3 separate regions of the Mus musculus genome follow, and all the other regions are linked to region 1. A link is a contact called in public promoter capture Hi-C data. All regions are on one chromosome and are shown on one strand. Each heading gives the region's core, a stretch centred on a gene start, on an enhancer-like site or on the middle of the called end of the contact. The rest is flanking DNA. Distances are from core to core; before and after follow the strand shown. Region 1 holds the start of Tmem70 (transmembrane protein 70). Region 2 holds the start of 1700034P13Rik (RIKEN cDNA 1700034P13 gene). Region 3 holds the start of Rrs1 (ribosome biogenesis regulator 1).

The links. Promoter capture Hi-C pulls out the DNA fragments that hold promoters and counts their contacts.
Region 2: a contact with region 1 is called in a promoter capture Hi-C map of pre-B cells, with 2.7 times the contacts expected there. The contact joins the promoter of 1700034P13Rik here to the promoter of Tmem70 in region 1. A contact is called at or near these places in 1 of 39 promoter capture datasets (pre-B cells) and 1 of 484 Hi-C or Micro-C datasets (CD8 T cells).
Region 3: a promoter capture Hi-C map of pre-B cells shows a contact between it and region 1. The contact joins the promoter of Rrs1 here to the promoter of Tmem70 in region 1. A contact is called at or near these places in 1 of 39 promoter capture datasets (pre-B cells) and 3 of 484 Hi-C or Micro-C datasets (CD8 T cells, muscle stem cells and regulatory T cells).

Annotation. Positions count from the first base shown.
Region 1 is chr1:16,663,428-16,667,135 of GRCm38.p6, reverse strand. Tmem70 (transmembrane protein 70) reads right to left here and starts at 1,945. Exons shown (of 3, transcript NM_027415.2): 1 at 1,631-1,945. The coding sequence starts at 1,828. It also overlaps the pseudogene Gm7654.
Region 2 is chr1:9,746,086-9,749,448 of GRCm38.p6, reverse strand. 1700034P13Rik (RIKEN cDNA 1700034P13 gene) reads right to left here and starts at 1,801. Exons shown (of 4, transcript NR_040462.1): 1 at 845-1,801. Vcpip1 (valosin containing protein (p97)/p47 complex interacting protein 1) reads left to right here and starts at 1,067. Exons shown (of 3, transcript NM_173443.3): 1 at 1,067-3,363. The coding sequence starts at 1,293.
Region 3 is chr1:9,543,521-9,547,115 of GRCm38.p6, reverse strand. Rrs1 (ribosome biogenesis regulator 1) reads right to left here and starts at 1,708. Exons shown (of 1, transcript NM_021511.2): 1 at 1-1,708. The coding sequence starts at 1,592. The coding sequence ends at 495.

The DNA.
Region 1 (3,708 bases), core at 696-3,195:
ATAAGATTGAGATAGAAGACAGTCAATGATGACCTCCACATGTATGTACACAGATACTACATAGGCAAAAACATTTGTTTAAATTTGCTTTAATGTAATAATCTAAGAAAATACAGAGGGCATGACTGTACATGTCTTTGAGCCCAACATTCAGGAGGCAGAGGCACGTAAATCTCTGAGTTCAAGTCCAGTCAAAAAACAACAAAAAACAATCTTAGCAAAATACTGTAAATTGAGGGGTTTGTTTTGCTTTGTTTTGTTTGGTGGGTTCGTATGCACAGGCATGTCCAGAGATCAAACTCCCATCCTGAAGACAAAAGCCTCCACAGACTAGGCTTCTCCTACCACCCCTGTGGTTAGTACTTAGGAACTAGTTACATGAATAACTAGCATTTTTAAGGCTGTCTCCCTGAAAGCCTTGCATATACCTTGTACCCCATTTTGTTTTGAAGATCAAGTCCAGTCATCAATGTGGTCCATGTTGGCCTCCAACTGACCATGAAGCTCATGCTGATCCTCTGTCTGAGCCTCCAGAGCTAACACTGGGACTTTAAGTCTGTGCCACTACCATACCCTGGGCCTTCTATCTCTTAGCAAGAAAGCTTGCTTGAAAAACTGCTTGAAAGCTATATGAAACAGGAGTTTCCCAAGTATGTATAAATGAGCATCTAAAAATGAATTTCACATTGCTCACATTTAAAAATGTAAAAAGTATGCCTAATTTGTGTTGAAATTCAGTTAAGAGTCCAATATCTCGAGACCCTTGGCTATAGCACACACCTTTTATCTGTGAGTTTGAAGCCAGCACCAGCCTGGTCAACAGATCAGCCAGGGCTACACAGGGAAACCCACCCACAAGCAACTAACAACAAATAATTCAATTACCACTTTCAGCATTTCTTAAAAGTTTTTAAAATTCTTATATATTACAATGTAGCTTAATATACATAAAATTCTTGCCGAGCTACACCTTTAATCCCAGCACTCTGGAGGCAGTGGCAGGGGATATCTGAGTTCAAGGCCAGCTTGGTCTACAGAGCAAGTCCCAGGTTAGCCAAGACTACACATGAGAAACCCTGTCTCGAAAACCCACAAAATTCTTACATTTTATAGTATAGTTTAACATACTACGTACTTTGTTCAATAACATCCACACCCCACCTTTCACTCCGTAATCAAAGAAATTCCTAAAAACGGACAAGTAACACAACTTAGGAGGCTAGCTCCACGTGCTGCATCAATTTCTTAGCACTTAGCGCCCTTCTGACCTTTAGCTCTAGAGTAAGAAATAAGTCCCTGCGCAGCAGAGCAAATCTTTAATCCTAGAATGGGAAGTCAATAGGTAGGCGAGTCTCTGATTTCGAGGACAACCGGGTCTATATAGCGAATTCAGGACAGGTGAGTCTACAAAACTGGGACATCCTGTCTCTGAAAAACAACAAAAAGAACCATTTGTGGTGCTTTAATAGCCTTCGAAAGGAGAATCAATCCCTGGATTGACAGCAGCTGCGGACCCCGAGGTCGAGGCCTGCTCCTCCCAGGCCCGCACCGGGAGTGTCCCCTCAGCACTGGAGTTCCCAGACCCCATGCTGCGCCCGCTCCCCACCACCACAGCCTACGAACAGCCGACCTGCGCTCGCCCGGGTGGCCCGCAAGACTCGGCTAGCGCTAGATGCCCGCCGCTCCGGAGCCGCTCTGGCTCGGCTAGCGAGGCCGCACGCCAGAAAGCGATCCCGGAACCTCGGAGCGCGGCGGCCACACACCACGTCGTCCTCGTCCGGCCCGGCCATAGGCCCGCTGCCCACCGGCCGCCCAACCCCAACAGCATGCTGCGAGTTGGAGAAGGTGGCCGTCAGTTTCCAGCTGCGGCCAAGGACACCCAAAAGCGACTCCGCTCGACAGTGGCCCCCACAAGAGCGATGAGGCTCCGCCCCTTAAACGGAACACGCGGCCGGATTGGTGCGCGCGCGTGCGCAGAAAATGCGGCCGGCCTGCAACCTTCTCCACCTGGTGGGTTCCAGGCAGCAAATGACCCAAAACCCCAACTCCCTGCTTAAGATGATGGGCTTCAACCGAATTCCTAGTATTTGGTCGGCTTTTGACCGTGTGCAAGGACAGAGTGTGTAGGCATGTGAAAAAGACAGTGACCAGAAGCCTAGTTAAATACTTCGTTCTCATGAAAGTCACTTTATAGGTCCTAAAACTGGTTTGGGAAAATGATTTAGCTTCGCAGAAGTAATTGTAGCATATCAGCCCAAAAGGAATGTAGTTTAAGGTACTTAATGTTATAATGTTTAAATACTTTGTATGCTATGATATGATATTAACAAAATGAATGAATGATTTAGTCCCAGCACTTGGGAGACAGAGACAGGCGCATTTCTGAGTTCGAGGCCAGCCTGGTCTACAGAGTGAGTTCCAGGACAGCCAGGGCTACACAGAAAAACCCTGTCTCGGGGGAAAAAAAAAAAAAAAAAGATTTAATGATTTAACTTAATTCCACCACTGAGATAGGAGAAAATGGAATTTTTTCACATAATTTTCGATTTTGTTGACAGATTTTTTTTTTTCCCCATTAAAAACGTCGTATCCGAGCTGGGTGTGGTGGCGTACGCCTTTAATCCCAGCACTCGGGAGGCAGAGGCAGGCGGATTTCTGAGTTCGAGGCCAGCCTGGTCTACAGAGTGAGTTCCAGGACAGCCAGGGCTATACAGAGAAACCCTGTCTCGAAAAAAAACAAAAAAACAAAAACAAAAACCAAAGGAACAAACAAACAAAGCCCCCATCATGTCCAAGGTGGGGAGTGTATCTTGCCTAGCACGGACTGACATAGAAGAATCTACAGTGTTGCAAATCCAGAGCCAATTTATCATGGGCCATTTGCAGATCTCTTAGTAGCCTTAATGTATTGTCCTCCTGTGTACCTAACATCTTCACGACCTTCAGCTGGAACACACCGAGTTCAAGCTTTCATTTGGAATGCACAGGGTATTAGTTTTCCGAGTACTGTCAAATAGCACCTGAAGCCTAAAACAGGTTTCCCCACTTTTAAAAAACGTACCTAACCATCCCACTAATGTAGAAACCTGTCTTGACTGATGATTTTCTTTGTTCTGTTACTATAAAAAAGCTTCATGAAACTACTTCCATGTTGAAACATGGAACATGGGGACAGGGGGTGACATAAATCTGTGTTTCCAAGCCATGATCACTCATTTGGTTCTAGAATAAGTTCTCTTTTCTCTCCATTGAGGTGAGAGTTTTTTGAATCAACACTATACCTTTCTCCCAAAGGCAGATGATACTTAGTGCCTATTGCACAGGACTTAGACAGGAGTAGAGGGAGCACTGTAACGGCATAAATTTGGGAACTCATGGTGCAAATGTGTAATAGGACATGCATCTAAAAATACACGAGACTACCTCTAACTGGAATCTCTGTGTTCTAGGTCAGGTCAGACATTCAGGTCATAATGCCTGAAATAAATACCAACCATCTTGATGAAAAATCAGTTTACTTTGTAGCAAAGATGTGTATTCTTATTGATGAAAATGGCAATAAAATTGGAGCTGACACCAAGAAAAACTGTCACCTGAATGAATCCATCAACAAAGGATTATTACATCCACCGAGCATTTAGTGTCTTCTTGTTTAATAATGAAAATAAGCTCCTGTTACAGCAGAGATCAGATGCTAAAATTACCTTT
Region 2 (3,363 bases), core at 552-3,051, 6.9 Mb after region 1:
AATTCTCTACTATAGGGAGTTTGAGGTCTGCCTGGGCTAAAAAAGTAAAACTGTATACTATATATGCATAGAAAAACCTTAATAATTGTGATCTCTAACTGCTAACAGACAACGTTAACTTTCTTTTAAACTTATTTTTTAAACATTTGATGACAAGCAATTTCCTTAACACTTAAAAAAGAAGACAGGTTGGTGGCAAACATCTTTAGTCCCATCACTCAGGAGATAGAGGCAGGTGGATCTCTGTGGATTTGAGGCCACCCTCGTCTATTTAGTGAATTCTACACAAACAAACAAACAAATAAACAAATAAACAGACAGACAGACAGACATACAAAAAGACAAATATAATAACAGGATGTTTTCTTTAAAAGTGTTCTTACAAGTTGGCGATCAGTAATTCTCAAACTGTGACCTTTCATCATTAACCTACCAGCTTATAACTACGAATAAGATAGAAGCTCAGTTACGGCACTTGCTAGCTAAGTGGTAATTTTAAAAAAATGACATCGTATTTGAAAAATTAATATACTTAAAAAAAAAAGTAGCCTCATAGAAAACTCCTTCCATGTTCTTAGGACCTTTAACCCGGACTTCCTAGCAGTGGTGGTGGACTTTAGACCCTCTTCCACACCAATCCTTTGCACTTTTGTTTTCCCCAAGCACACTCCTTTCTGCGCAAGGGGAAAGTGCAGGGGGACACTACCCACAGCAGCCTAGGAATGTGATTTCTCTGACTCTTTCTCGTGGGCCATAGAATGGGGGACAAACTACAAAAGAGATCCAGTTAAAAATACAACTACCGACAAGCTCCGCGAATCATCGACTTCCTTTCTGCCCCCACCTTCCGAGTGCCTTCCTCTTCCTCCTCCCCGCGTGCGTCGAGTCGCTTTGCATCACGGTATTTGAAGTTCTTTCTGGACGGAAGCGCCTAGCACTCCTTCGCGAGAGAGGAGCCGGAAGACTCTGGTTCCCAGAGGGCAGAGCAGAAGCTACGCCTGCGCAGTCTCAGTGAGGGCGTGTATGTCTGTGTCTGAGGGAGAGAGCGAGAGTGAGTGAGTGTGAGTGCGGGGTGGGGTGGTGGCCGTTACGTTCGGGGCAACGGCTAAGGCAGTGGAGAAGTGAGAAGAGAAACAACGTCCGGCGCTTCCGCCTTCGCCTAGGAGGAGGAGGAACTGGTAGGAAAAGGAAAGCCATTCGCCCTGGGCCTGGACTAGACCTCGTCGGGCCGGCGGAGGTCTGGCTATGTGCCTTTGAGGGTCGCTTGGGACGCCGAGCGAGAGCCGAGAGCGATGTCTCAGCCGCCGCCGCCTCCTCCGCTGCCGCCGCCGCCGCCTCCCCCTGAGGCTCCGCAGACTTCGTCGTCTCTGGCGGCGGCGGCTTCTCCGGGGGGCCTTTCGAAACGAAGGGACCGAAGAATCCTTTCCGGGAGTTGCCCGGATCCCAAGTGCCAGGCGCGCCTCTTCTTCCCGGCCTCGGGTTCTGTCAGCATCGAGTGTACCGAGTGCGGACAGCGGCACGAGCAGCAACAGCTGCTGGGAGTGGAGGAGGTGACCGACCCGGACGTAGTGCTGCACAATCTGCTGCGGAACGCGCTACTCGGAGTGACGGGGGCTCCCAAGAAGAACACGGAACTGGTAAAGGTGATGGGCCTCTCCAACTACCACTGCAAATTATTGTCGCCAATATTGGCACGCTATGGAATGGACAAACAAACGGGCCGGGCCAAGCTTCTCCGGGACATGAACCAAGGCGAACTGTTCGATTGCGCGTTACTTGGTGACCGGGCCTTCCTCATCGAACCAGAGCACGTCAACACAGTGGGCTATGGCAAGGACCGCTCCGGAAGCCTCCTGTATTTGCACGACACGCTCGAGGATATCAAACGGGCTAATAAAAGTCAAGAATGCCTCATCCCAGTGCATGTGGATGGGGATGGACACTGCCTAGTGCATGCTGTGTCTAGGGCTCTAGTAGGCCGAGAGCTCTTCTGGCATGCTCTGAGGGAGAATCTTAAGCAGCACTTTCAGCAGCACCTAGCCCGATATCAAGCCCTGTTTCATGACTTTATTGATGCTGCCGAGTGGGAGGACATTATCAATGAATGTGACCCTCTGTTTGTGCCACCTGAAGGTGTCCCCTTAGGCCTGAGGAATATCCACATATTCGGCCTTGCCAATGTGTTACATCGTCCCATAATTCTTTTAGATTCCCTCAGCGGCATGAGAAGCTCTGGTGATTATTCAGCCACCTTTCTACCTGGCCTCATACCTGCAGAGAAATGCACTGGGAGAGATGGTCATTTGAACAAGCCAATCTGTATTGCGTGGAGTAGCTCTGGTAGAAACCATTATATTCCCTTGGTAGGCATAAAGGGGGCTGCCCTGCCCAAACTACCCATGAATTTGTTACCTAAAGCATGGGGTGTGCCTCAGGACCTTATTAAAAAGTACATCAAGCTTGAGGAGGATGGTGGCTGTGTTATTGGAGGAGACAGAAGTTTGCAGGATAAGTACTTACTTAGGCTGGTTGCTGCTATGGAAGAAGTCTTTATGGACAAACATGGTATCCATCCTAGTTTGGTTGCTGATGTACATCAGTATTTCTACAGAAGGACTGGGGTGATAGGAGTTCAGCCTGAGGAAGTTACAGCAGCTGCTAAAAAGGCAGTAATGGACAATCGCCTTCACAAGTGTTTGCTTTGTGGTGCCCTTTCTGAACTTCATGTCCCTTCTGAGTGGTTGGCTCCAGGAGGGAAACTGTATAACTTGGCAAAAAGTACTCATGGGCAGTTGAGGCCTGACAAAAATTACAGCTTTCCCTTAAACAATTTGGTTTGTTCATATGATCCAGTAAAAGATGTTCTGCTACCAGACTATGGATTGAGTAATCTAACAGCTTGTAATTGGTGCCATGGCTCATCTGTGCGAAGAGTCAGAGGAGATGGCTCTATTGTGTATTTGGATGGAGACAGAACTAATTCTAGGTCTACTGGTGGCAAATGTGGTTGTGGATTCAAACATTTTTGGGAAGGTAAAGAGTATGACAATCTTCCAGAAGCTTTTCCTATCACTTTGGAGTGGGGAGGAAGAGTAGTCAGAGAAACAGTATATTGGTTTCAGTATGAAAGCGATCCATCTTTGAATAGTAATGTTTATGATGTTGCAATGAAACTTGTTACCAAGCACTTTCCAGGTGAATTTGGGAGTGAGATCCTAGTTCAGAAAGTTGTCCACACTATATTGCATCAGACTGCAAAAAAAAATCCGGACGATTACACTCCTGTAAATATAGATGGTGCTCATGCTCAGAGAGTTGGAGATGTGCAAGGACAAGAATTGGAGTCGCAGCTACCAACTAAAA
Region 3 (3,595 bases), core at 459-2,958, 7.1 Mb after region 1:
TTTTAGAACCACTGTAACTACTTTGTTTTTCTCAAGCACACTCCATATTGGTGCCCAGGTTACTGGCTTCACATGCAACCTCTACCGACAGTAAAAGTTAAAAGCAACACCAGGTACCTGCATCCATTTACAATACTTGCAAATCACAGGTAGATATAATTTTCCCCCGCCCTCCCCGCTTTGATAAATACACAAGCTTTGTTATAAAAATAATGCAAAAATGTTGAAACCAATCTACTGTAACGCAGTATCCAAAGTCAAGATAAAAAGGCAGGCCTTAACTTATTCCTGGTTCTGGCTATATCATTTCTATAATTCTCAAAATACACCAATTTCCAGTCAGTGTCTCTATTAACTCGTCCAGCACTGACTCGAGGGAAGGCAAACCCGTCCTTTTAATGTCAAATGTCACTGAGGGCAGCGGCCACCTATACCGCCCAAGTTAACTTTTAGTACAGTCCCAGCTTTTCAGAACTGGTCCCGAGGGGAGAACGCTACTTCCTCCTCTTCCCACCTTGGGGCGGCACTCCTTTCTTCTTGCCAGCTAAAGCAGAAGGCCAGGAATGCTTTTTGCTTCCCAAGCCTCCTTTCCTCTTTTCTCCCTGACCCGGCGGGCCGCCCTTTCTCTTGCCCGAAGGTCCTTGCCGGCCCCCTTTCCTCTTGCCTTTCTGGCTCATTTTCCTCCTCTTGGCAGCCTCCTCCTGGTCCTCTTCCCTCATCTGCTTGTTGGTGGCCCTCGTCACGTCCAGCCGAGGTTTCTTGCTGTTCATGACTCGAAGTAGCTCCAACTGGTTCTTTTTCTCGGCTGCGAAGTCCCCAAAGAGGGGCTGAAACTTCCTCTTCTTGCCGGAGCCCCGGGGAGCTTTCTCCTTGGGAAGGCGCTCCTGGAAGCGTCCCACCGAAGCGGTGGAAACCTTGGCCACTTGCATGGCGCGGCCCAGCTCTTCCTTACTCTGGTGTCCAGTAGGGTGCAGGCCGGCTGAGCTGGGCATCTGCATCTTGTGCGCGCGAGCCAGGTTCCGCAGACGGTTCAGCTCATTCTTGGCCACGCGTTCTTTCTTGGCCTGAGTCCTCTTGGCGAACTGGTCTTCCATGGGGTCGGCGCTCCCAGGCACCTCGATCAGCCATTCTTTAGTGTCATCCCGGGCGCGCTTGTAGCCCCAACGGCGCCGCCACTGGCCACTCGCCTCGTCCCACACGAGGTTGGTCTTCTTCTTGGGACGGATTCCCTTAAGGCGCGCGAACTGCTGCCAGCGGGTGAGCGGCCGTGGTCGGGGCAGCGGCTTCTCGCGGGGCAGGCGAGTGGCGGGCTCCGGCAAGCGCGCGACCACCGCCTCCTCCACGCGCTCGGTCGGCAGCCGCCACAGCTGGTTGATGAGCAGCTGCGTGTTGTCCCGCGCCAGGGCCCGCAGCTCGGCCTCCGGCGACGGCCCGGCCTGGCGCAGCACGGTCGGGGGGTTGCGGTCCGAAGCCAGCAGGTTGCCCAGGTCGAACTCCAGCTCCAGCTCCTTGTGCACCGTGATGCGCTGCAGCTTCTCCGCCTCCTCCTGCTCTGCCTTGGCCAGCAGCTCCTCCACGCGCTGGCCCTCCATGGCTCTCGCTGCGGCTCGGATCCCTCACTTCGGGACAGCGGCGGGACGTATCGCCACTACAGCAGCACCCTAAACCGGCAACCACGTGCGGACGTCCGGACCCGTAATCCGGAAGAGGAAAGATCACTTCCGGGTTGTCTGGAAGCGGCTCACAGCTAGGCGGGGAGGTAAAGACCGGCAGAGGGCGGCATTGGACAGCAGATGGGCTTAGAGGCGGGACTTGGATTCGTCACCGGATGTTGGCCCGACTGGCGCTGAGGGTTGGCTAACCAGCTCAGGACCTGGTTGGGACTACGTTTCCCAGCATGCTGTGGGGCAGAGGTAGTGCAGTAGGACGCGGGCTGCTCAAACTCTTGGAAGTGCCTGCATTGTAGCTTCCGAATGGAGCGTCTACACCACAGTGTCTATGGGTAAATCTATTACAGAGGTGTTTGGGGCGAGACAAATTATTTCCCCAGAGTTATAGCCCGTTCTCTGTGCCCTAGGTGTGAGCGGAGACAGATCCCACGGATACCTGTCCAAGTTAGGCATTGTTTTGCGACTTAGTAGGGCTTGCAGTTTGTCTGTACGTGGCCTGGGCACCAATTCTGGCCATGCCATTGTTTGTTCCTGTGATATTTGTGTAGGCCTGAAAAATCGTGGAAGATGGAGACTCTGGTAGTATCCAGGAGTGTTTTAAAGGTAAATGTGTTAATAAGCTTGGAGGAAGGCTAAGATCCAGTGAAAACCAAATAGTTTTTATTCAGTAGTCATGGTGGCCTAGGGAGTTAAAAATCTCAGTTTACTATTTACTGCCATCTATTTTTATAGGTTTTTACCTCAGTCCGGTGTTAGAATGGGCACATGTTCATCTAATGTCATCCAAAAAAGTGTTTTGTTTGTTTGTTTGTTTGGTTGGTTTTTTTGTCTTGTCACATAAGTAGACTTTTACTGATTTATTTATTTTTTAGTTTAGATCACATGAACCGGAGGCCGAGCTTGAACTCCCTGTACATCGAAAGAGAACTTGACTTCTTTTTTGTTTGTTTGTTTTTTGTTATTTTTTGAGACAGGGTTTCTCTGTATAGCCCTGGCTGTCCTGGAACTCACTCTGTAGACCAGGCTGGCTTCGAACTCAGAAATCTGCTTTCCTCTGCCTCCCAAGTGCTGGGATTAAAGGTGTGCACCACCACTGAGAACTTCTTGATTCTCCTACCTCTCTCTCAAGCATTAGTGTTTCAGGCATGCAATATCCAGTGTCCAGTTCCATTTTTTAAACTAAGTTTTTGGTTAGAATGCAAAGTAATTATTTTCAATATGGTGCTTTCATACAGGTATCATTGTTATCTCCATCCTTCACTGCCTTCCCCGTCCCCCATAAATAGACATTTAAAAAATGCAGACTAAACTGGGTATGGTGTATAATCCCAGCACTCTAGAGAAAGAGGCAGGAGGGCCAGGTGTTCAAGGCTAGCCTTAGTTGCATATGGAGTCATCCAAATCATTTTTGTTTTTAATGTGGTTTAAGTTTGCTATATAGCTAAGAATGGTCTTGGAATTAATTCCCTTGCCTCTGCCTCCCAAATTCTGGCATTACAGGCAGGAGCCACTATAATTCTTTGTTTTCCTCTTGGTGCTAGACCAGATGTCAAAATCTACACAGCACAAAGCTTCCTCCAAAGTTGCTCCTCCTTCCACCATCCTCTCATCCTCTTCCTCATTGTCTTTGCTGCCCAAGGAACCCTGCCATTGGGAATACTGTAGAGACAATAGTCCCAGGAGATGTGGTCATCATTCAAGTCTAGTAACTTGCTCGGATGATGGCAAATTCATCTTTGACTTTCCCTATCCAAATCTCATCAGTTCAAAGCCTAGATAGCTTGTCTCTGTATGTTGCGCCCTTTCACTCCCCACTGCTGTGGCCTTACTTCATCCTAGCCTGGATCTCTTCTATCTGCTTCTCTAGACCATCTCTCTACTATGTAAGCTGCACTAGTTTCTAGCTGATTTTTGATCAGCAGGAA